Linked DNA regions of Mus musculus: region 1 is linked to region 2. The links are chromatin contacts, called in public promoter capture Hi-C maps. All regions are on one chromosome and are shown on one strand. Each heading gives the region's core, a stretch centred on a gene start, on an enhancer-like site or on the middle of the called end of the contact. The rest is flanking DNA. Distances are from core to core; before and after follow the strand shown. Region 1 holds the start of Tet2 (tet methylcytosine dioxygenase 2). Region 2 holds the start of Ap1ar (adaptor-related protein complex 1 associated regulatory protein).

What was found. Promoter capture Hi-C pulls out the DNA fragments that hold promoters and counts their contacts.
Region 1: a contact with region 2 is called in a promoter capture Hi-C map of liver, with 5 times the contacts expected there. The contact joins the promoter of Tet2 here to the promoter of Ap1ar in region 2. A contact is called at or near these places in 1 of 39 promoter capture datasets (liver) and 1 of 484 Hi-C or Micro-C datasets (CD4 T cells).

Annotation. Positions count from the first base shown.
Region 1 is chr3:133,542,288-133,545,668 of GRCm38.p6, reverse strand. It overlaps Tet2 (tet methylcytosine dioxygenase 2), which reads left to right and starts at 1,279. Exons shown (of 11, transcript NM_001040400.2): 1 at 1,279-1,469.
Region 2 is chr3:127,835,846-127,838,952 of GRCm38.p6, reverse strand. Ap1ar (adaptor-related protein complex 1 associated regulatory protein) reads left to right here and starts at 1,430. Exons shown (of 10, transcript NM_145964.3): 1 at 1,430-1,804. The coding sequence starts at 1,728. It overlaps Gm43653 (a long non-coding RNA gene), which reads right to left and starts at 1,456. Exons shown (of 2, transcript XR_003954551.1): 1 at 770-1,456; 2 at 1-87.

The DNA.
Region 1 (3,381 bases), core at 30-2,529, 5.7 Mb before region 2:
GAGTTAGAGAGAGAGTTAGTTGGTTCCAGGCCTCATTTCTAAAGAACACCCACCCACACACACACACAAAGAAAGGGTGCATTACAGACAATATAATAGTGTTAAAGTAGACTTAAGGTTGCTGTGAACGCAACCGATCCCACAGAAGAGGTTCCCAGATTACCTATTAAAACGTAACATTCAGTGACTGAAAACTTGAAGACAGGAGGAGGGTGGGTGGATGTGTGAGCACAAATTTCCTAAACTACTGTCTCATGATTCCTATGAATTTGCCTCGATCTCATCTTCAAAAGTTAATAATTACCAAAAGGAACATTTAAAATGTAAGTTTAAAAAACGGAAGTGCCAGCAGAAGAGCTGGTGCGCACAAGCCTTGAACTTCAGGGAAAACTGAGCGCTCTCTGCTTGTTCGGAATTCAGCTTCCCACAAGGCGGTTTCTTCATTACTTTACCGTACGGAGTGGAAATTTGTGCAAAATAGAGGAACTTACGGGGGCGCCTTGAACATTAGAAACTGCTGGCTTAATTCTTTCGAGTGACAAGCAGGGGCTCGGTGACACCGCTCCTCTGGGCTCTGCGAGACAGCACCCCCTGCGCGGCCCACGTGGCCAAAGTAAACAGAAGGTGGGCCTGGGCGGGGAGAGCCCCGGCGCCGCCGGATTGCTGCAGAGTGGAGACTTTAGCGCCCAGGCCCCTCTAGCTCTCCCGGCACGGCCTTTGGGGAAATGGGGAGCGGCTTGGCTGGGCGACAGGGAAGGGGGTGGCAGGGTGTGGGGGCGAGTGGGGAGACGACTGGTGAGGTGCTGGCAGCGGGAGCGCGGGGAGCCAGGGGCCCCTGGAGCGCGCAGGAGGGCGCAGAGTTTCCAAGTGCCTACGCGGCCCCCGCGGGAGACAGAGGCGCGGAGGCCGCCCACGCGTGGGTGTGCGGCCGGCGGCACCCGGGGCTCAGGAAAGGCCGGGGAGGAGCCGAGCAGAGGAGGTCCCCTAGCCCCCCGCGAGGGAGTGAGCGCGCAGCCGGGACTCGCCGCGCCCCCGCGAGGGAGCGAGCGCACGGCCCCGGGTCCCGCCGCGTCCCCGCGAGGGAGCGAACGCACGGCCCCGGGTCCCGCCGCGCCTCCGCGAGGGAGCGAGCACACGGCCCCGGGTCCCGCCGCGTCCCCGCGAGGGAGCGAGCGCACGGCCCCGGGTCCCGCCGCGCCTCCGCGAGGGAGCGAGCGCACGGCCCGCTCCCGCGCTCGCGCCCGCTCCGCTCGCATGCCAGTCACGTCCGCCCCCTCGGCGGCCGCCTGAGAGCCGGCCCCGCCGAGCCTAGAGAACAGACGTCAAACTGCCTTATGAATATTGATGCGGAGGCGAGGCTGCTTTCGTAGAGGAGCAGAAGGAAGCAAGATGGCTGCCCTGTAGGATTTGTTAGAAAGGAGACCCGGCTGCGACGGCGGTGGACTGCGAGGCTGAGGGACCAGAACCAGGTCAGAGCGCTGAGGTCCGCGCCTGTCTCTCTCTCTCTCTCTTTCTTTCCTCGCTCTTGACGGCTGCGGAATGGTCCCTTTCCAATCTCCCTCTCTTTCTCTCGGCCTTGCGGGGACTGTCATGTCACCCACAAATACTAAGAGGGAAGAGGGAAGCCTCACAAATTACAGGAGCTTCTTCAACATGGCTGACAAATATAGTTTTAATTCAGCACCCCCTTCTCCTGCGACCTGCACTTCTGTGGTCCCTTCTTCCTGCTAATGCGTGTCTCCCCTCTGTACCCAGAAAACTTACCTTTGTACCTCCCACCAGCCGCTCTTCTGGCCTTTTAGTCTCAGGAAAGTGAGTGTTTTCTTGGGGCTGCCTTCCTGAAAGAGTTCATCTTTGGGGACCACCACTTTCTCTTTTGATCCTCCTCTCCCCTGTTCTTAGTATAAGTCCAGGGAGCCCCTAGTTCATCCTCAGACACCCCGGAAAGAACACTGACCCGGTGTGTTTGACTCTTTTATCTCCAGTAGTGCTTGTTTGGGTCCTGTTCTGGGTTTGTGTCTCTGGCTTCCAACACGTTTGTCCCCTCGTGGACTACACTAGACAGATGTCACAGTGTGTAGATTCAGGATCCACTACGTGGAGGGCTTTTTTTTTTTTTTCCATTCTTTCTTTTTTTCTCTTGAGTCCTCGCGTTTTGTTATTGGCGCTAAGTGAGAGGGGAAAGAATAGTTTCTCTGCTCCCTGAAACAAGACCAGAACCCACTTTTCTCAAGGTTCACAAGCTCAGAGTGGGCTGTGCCTTCCAGTTTGGGAAATGTGTGTAAGAGAATCTGTGCAAATCTGTGTGTTGGCTTTGTGCTGCCCCCGAATCAGCTCGTTCTGTTCCCCTTAAGTGACAGGCACACACAAAGGCAGGCGCAGGCCGGGGGAGGGGGCGGGCGAAGCGTTTGGAGTTGGAGAAGGCAAGGTCAGGGGCGCCCGAAGAAATGAAACCCAATCCCAGAGAAGATCTCTAACAAGTCCCATCCCAAATTTCCTTCACTCTGGCACTCACTCTTTTATTTGGTCGTTCACAAACACCCCTCCTCACTCTTCACTCAGAGCTTGACTCTCTTCCCTAGACCTGCTTGCTAACTGTTAGAAAGCTTATAGGGTTTCTTCTATGGAGAGTTTTCTACGTTTGGCGAAACCAAGTGAGGCCTGGCCAGACTCTTGAGAAGGTCCTGTTAAAAGACATGATACTTGCTTGTTAATGGCTTAATTGATAGATTTTGTTTGCTTTGAGCAATTTTTGGAATAGAATTAGGTTTGTTTGTTTGTTTGTTTTGTTGTTTTTCCCAAGTTGTTTGCTTAAAATTTAGCAAAATGTTGTGGTGTTTGTCTATCTGGGGAGCAGAATAAATCTGTAGATTTAAAAATCACAAGTCACATACTGTACTTTGCTCTAATTAGGATTATAATGCTAAAATTCATACTCAGAATTCATCAGCAAAGAACCATCATAAGGATAAGATTACATGTACGGGAAGTTGGGATTCACAGAGAAAATATATTGGTTTGGTTTAAGACTGTGGGTATTGTAGCCTAGCTAATGAAATCATTACATTTGCATTTTAATGGAAAGTTGAAATACTGAAGAGGAGTTGCATTCTTCTCCATGTCTGTATGTGTGTTTTATAATGTGTTTTGAGTACAATATAAATTACAACATAATAAATATTATTTTTAAAAATTTTATTAAGCAGAACAGTGTTTGTGAAAGATTGGGGCTTAAACTTAAGATCAGTATGGGTTGATCTGATTACAGGGTAGAGGGAAAGGCATGTCACTGCATAAATCAAGTTTCCAAACCCTTAGGAGTTCACTTTACAAGTCTTTCTGATTTGGTTCTCAGAAATGAGAACTGTGGCTAAGTTTGCT
Region 2 (3,107 bases), core at 181-2,680:
GTAGTATCTACAGGCTGTGTGCACCAGCTTCCTTACGCACTTATAGTTCCATTTCCAAGGCTACATTATTATTATTGATTTCAGGTACTGGAAGAGAGGAGGAAAATGCAGTGACAATTTAGGAAACCATTAAGCCATTTCACTGGCATCCAATGAGCAGTGGGGCTTGTCCACTTGAATACCAAAGAGTCAAGTTCACTAAGTGCTAAGACTGAAATCATGGCTGGCCTTGATGCTAAGAACCAACAAAATGAGTAGTTGAAAGAATGTTTTCCTAGTAGTACTGTTTTCTTTTCTTTTTTTTTTTTCAATGTCACCATTTCACTCACACTAAAGTGGGTTAAAATTGTAATATATGGTATCAGTGGAGCATGTTATCCACAGAACTGGGCATTTGTGAAACAACTATGCCTTGGATCCAGTTGGGTTAGACAGGGTTTCATTACATAGACATGGCTGGCCAGGATCTGGCTCTGTAGATCAGGCCGGCCTCCAACTCCCAGGCATACTTCTGCCTTCTGCTTTTAAAGCTACCTGGTGTCTGAAAGGGGGTTTTTAGGGTGGCATTTGAGAACATGGACCTTTACCCCAGCCTTGCTCTTCTTAACTTGGAATTAGAATATTATATTTGAATTAGAAATGGCTTGTTCTCCCGAAAACCCAAGACCTTTTGCTGACTTCTTCTGGTTCTCCTCTTCTCCACCTGAAATTACTTTTAATTTAAAAAATAAAAAATAAAAATACAGGGTCTCACACAGTCCGGACTGACCTCCAACTTAATGTGTATCTGAGGTTGACTTTGAATTTATGACTCTGCTTCCATCTCTCAAGTGCTGTTGACTGCAGATTTTTCCACCACACTTCTACCAACCGAGCTACATGCCCAAGCTGGAACTTTTCGTTTTTAATAAAAGAAAATCCGCCTAGGAGTGCACAGTGTCTCTCCAGTCCGCTGGCAGTATAACGAGAATAAGCTGCTCCGCAAACGAGAATATTTTAAGAATTAAAACAAAACAAAACAAAATAAAACAAAAAGCCTCTTAGTGTGTTCTAAGTAACGGCAGTGAGTCCCTCCTCTCTGCCTCTAGCTCTGGTGCCATCCTGGAGCGCACTCGTTGGGTGACTTCCGACCCGCTGCTGCAGAAGGGGAGGCTCGTGCGCTCTAGGTACAAAGTTCGAAGGCTAAGCTTGCGCTCGAGCATGCGCTGCATGATCCCCACTGCTTGACAGCGGGCGACGAAGGCGCCAGAAGTGGCGTAGAGAGAGAGAGAGAGAGAGAGAGCAGATCCCCGTCTAGGATCAGGTTCAGCACACAGCACCTACAACCGAGAACAGCGCCTCCTGCCCGGCGCTGCCAGCCAAGCCGGAATCCAGCGGAAATGACGCCCGCGCCAGCCGCCGGAAGCGGTAGCCGCCAGAAACGTGTCCAATGGGAGCCCGGGAGCGGCAGGGGGCGTGGCGGCGCGGGCCTCCCGCGGCTGCCGGGGCGGTGACGGGCGCGGGCGGCCGGGCGGGTGGCGAGCGGGCCATGCGGACGGCTGGAGACCCGGGACCCCACGGCCCTGCGCTCGTCCCTCGCGCCGCGGTAGCCCGGAGCCCGCGGGCCTAGCGGCGGCCTTTGTTCCCGGCGTCGCCGTCTGCCGAGCTCCGGCCGGCGCGGATGCAGCTGCTCCGCCTGGGCTCGCGCTCGGGGCAGGAGGAGGAGCGGCGGCTCCGGGCGGCATGCGATGGGGAACTGCTGCTGGACGCAATGCTTCGGGCTGCTCCGCCGGGAAGCGGGTCGGCTGCAGCGAGCGGGCGGAGGGTAAGCGGCAGCGCAGGCCCGGGATGCCCGGGATGCGCGGCCGGGGATCGGCGGTGGTGGTGGTGCCCGCCGCCCCCGTGCAGGCTCCCTGTCCCTGAGGACTTACCTCGGGAGGTACGATCTCCTGTAAGCACCCGGCACTGCCTCCTGGACACACCCTGCTTTGACTTAACGCCAAAGCTTCTGTCTCTGTGTTTGGTCTTCCTTTTGGGCCTTGACAGAACAGGTGAAAATCTGGCCCCAAGGTTGATGCCCCAGGTGCATTTTAAATAGAAGTCACTTCTGCTCCAGGCTCTGGTGAACTCTTAGGTAAAGAGCTGCAGGATCGCAGTGCACACTGGCCATTGAAGCGACTGGTGCGGCTGTATGCGAATCCTTTCATAGCAATAACTTAGAATTTTGGAGAGGAATACCATGCTGTGATTGCTACCCTTATGCTCGATAATCTAACCAAAATGTCACCGAGCAGCACGTCTCTTGTGAGGAAAGTGGGATATGCTTCAGATTTTTCTATCCAATAGCAAAATTGTGTGATTACTGTTGTACCTTTATTTCCTAGAATAGTGAAAAAACAAAACAAAACAAAAAACCCGGGGGCACATAGCATTGATGTTGATTTTATTATTCCTAAGCATTTTTCGGGAATTAAAACCTAGAATCAAAAAATCTAAGCCAGCCAATCTAACTAAAGAACATATCTGTTTTGAACTTTCTTAAGCATGGTGCCCAATTTTCAGCCAATAGCTTTGTATTGGGAAGCTTTCAGCCCACACAAACTGGAACCAAGTGATTTGTAATTCGAATCTTTGGGTCATGAGTGCATTATAAAATGATTCACTAATTAAGCAGTGTGTCAAAGTAGTGAAGGTGTTACTCTATGCGTCCCTAGAATGGGAGGGGATGGACTTAAAACATTTCTACTTAGTTTGGTATTTTGATTTTCCTGATTTCTGTACTTTACTTTGACAGCTGTTGTGCATTGTGATCCAAAATCATGTTATTCCAAGTACTTCGTGAGTGAACTCGTTTGTGAAGCTATGGAAAGGGGCTCATGGAAGAACTGGACATTACAACATCTTTGACTTTATTATCATTCCTTGGAAGGCTTAACAGTCAAACTCTGGGAGGGAGTGCTTTGAATTCTGCGGTAGACAATGTTTTTGTATTTGACTTTGGAGTACATTACCCGGGTTCTGTAAGAACCTTGGGTATTTTTTTTTTTAACAGTGATTTTACAAATGATATCTTCATTACACACTATTCATTAAAATTGCGGGTTCTCCTGGCTCAGCCCAGGCTTGGC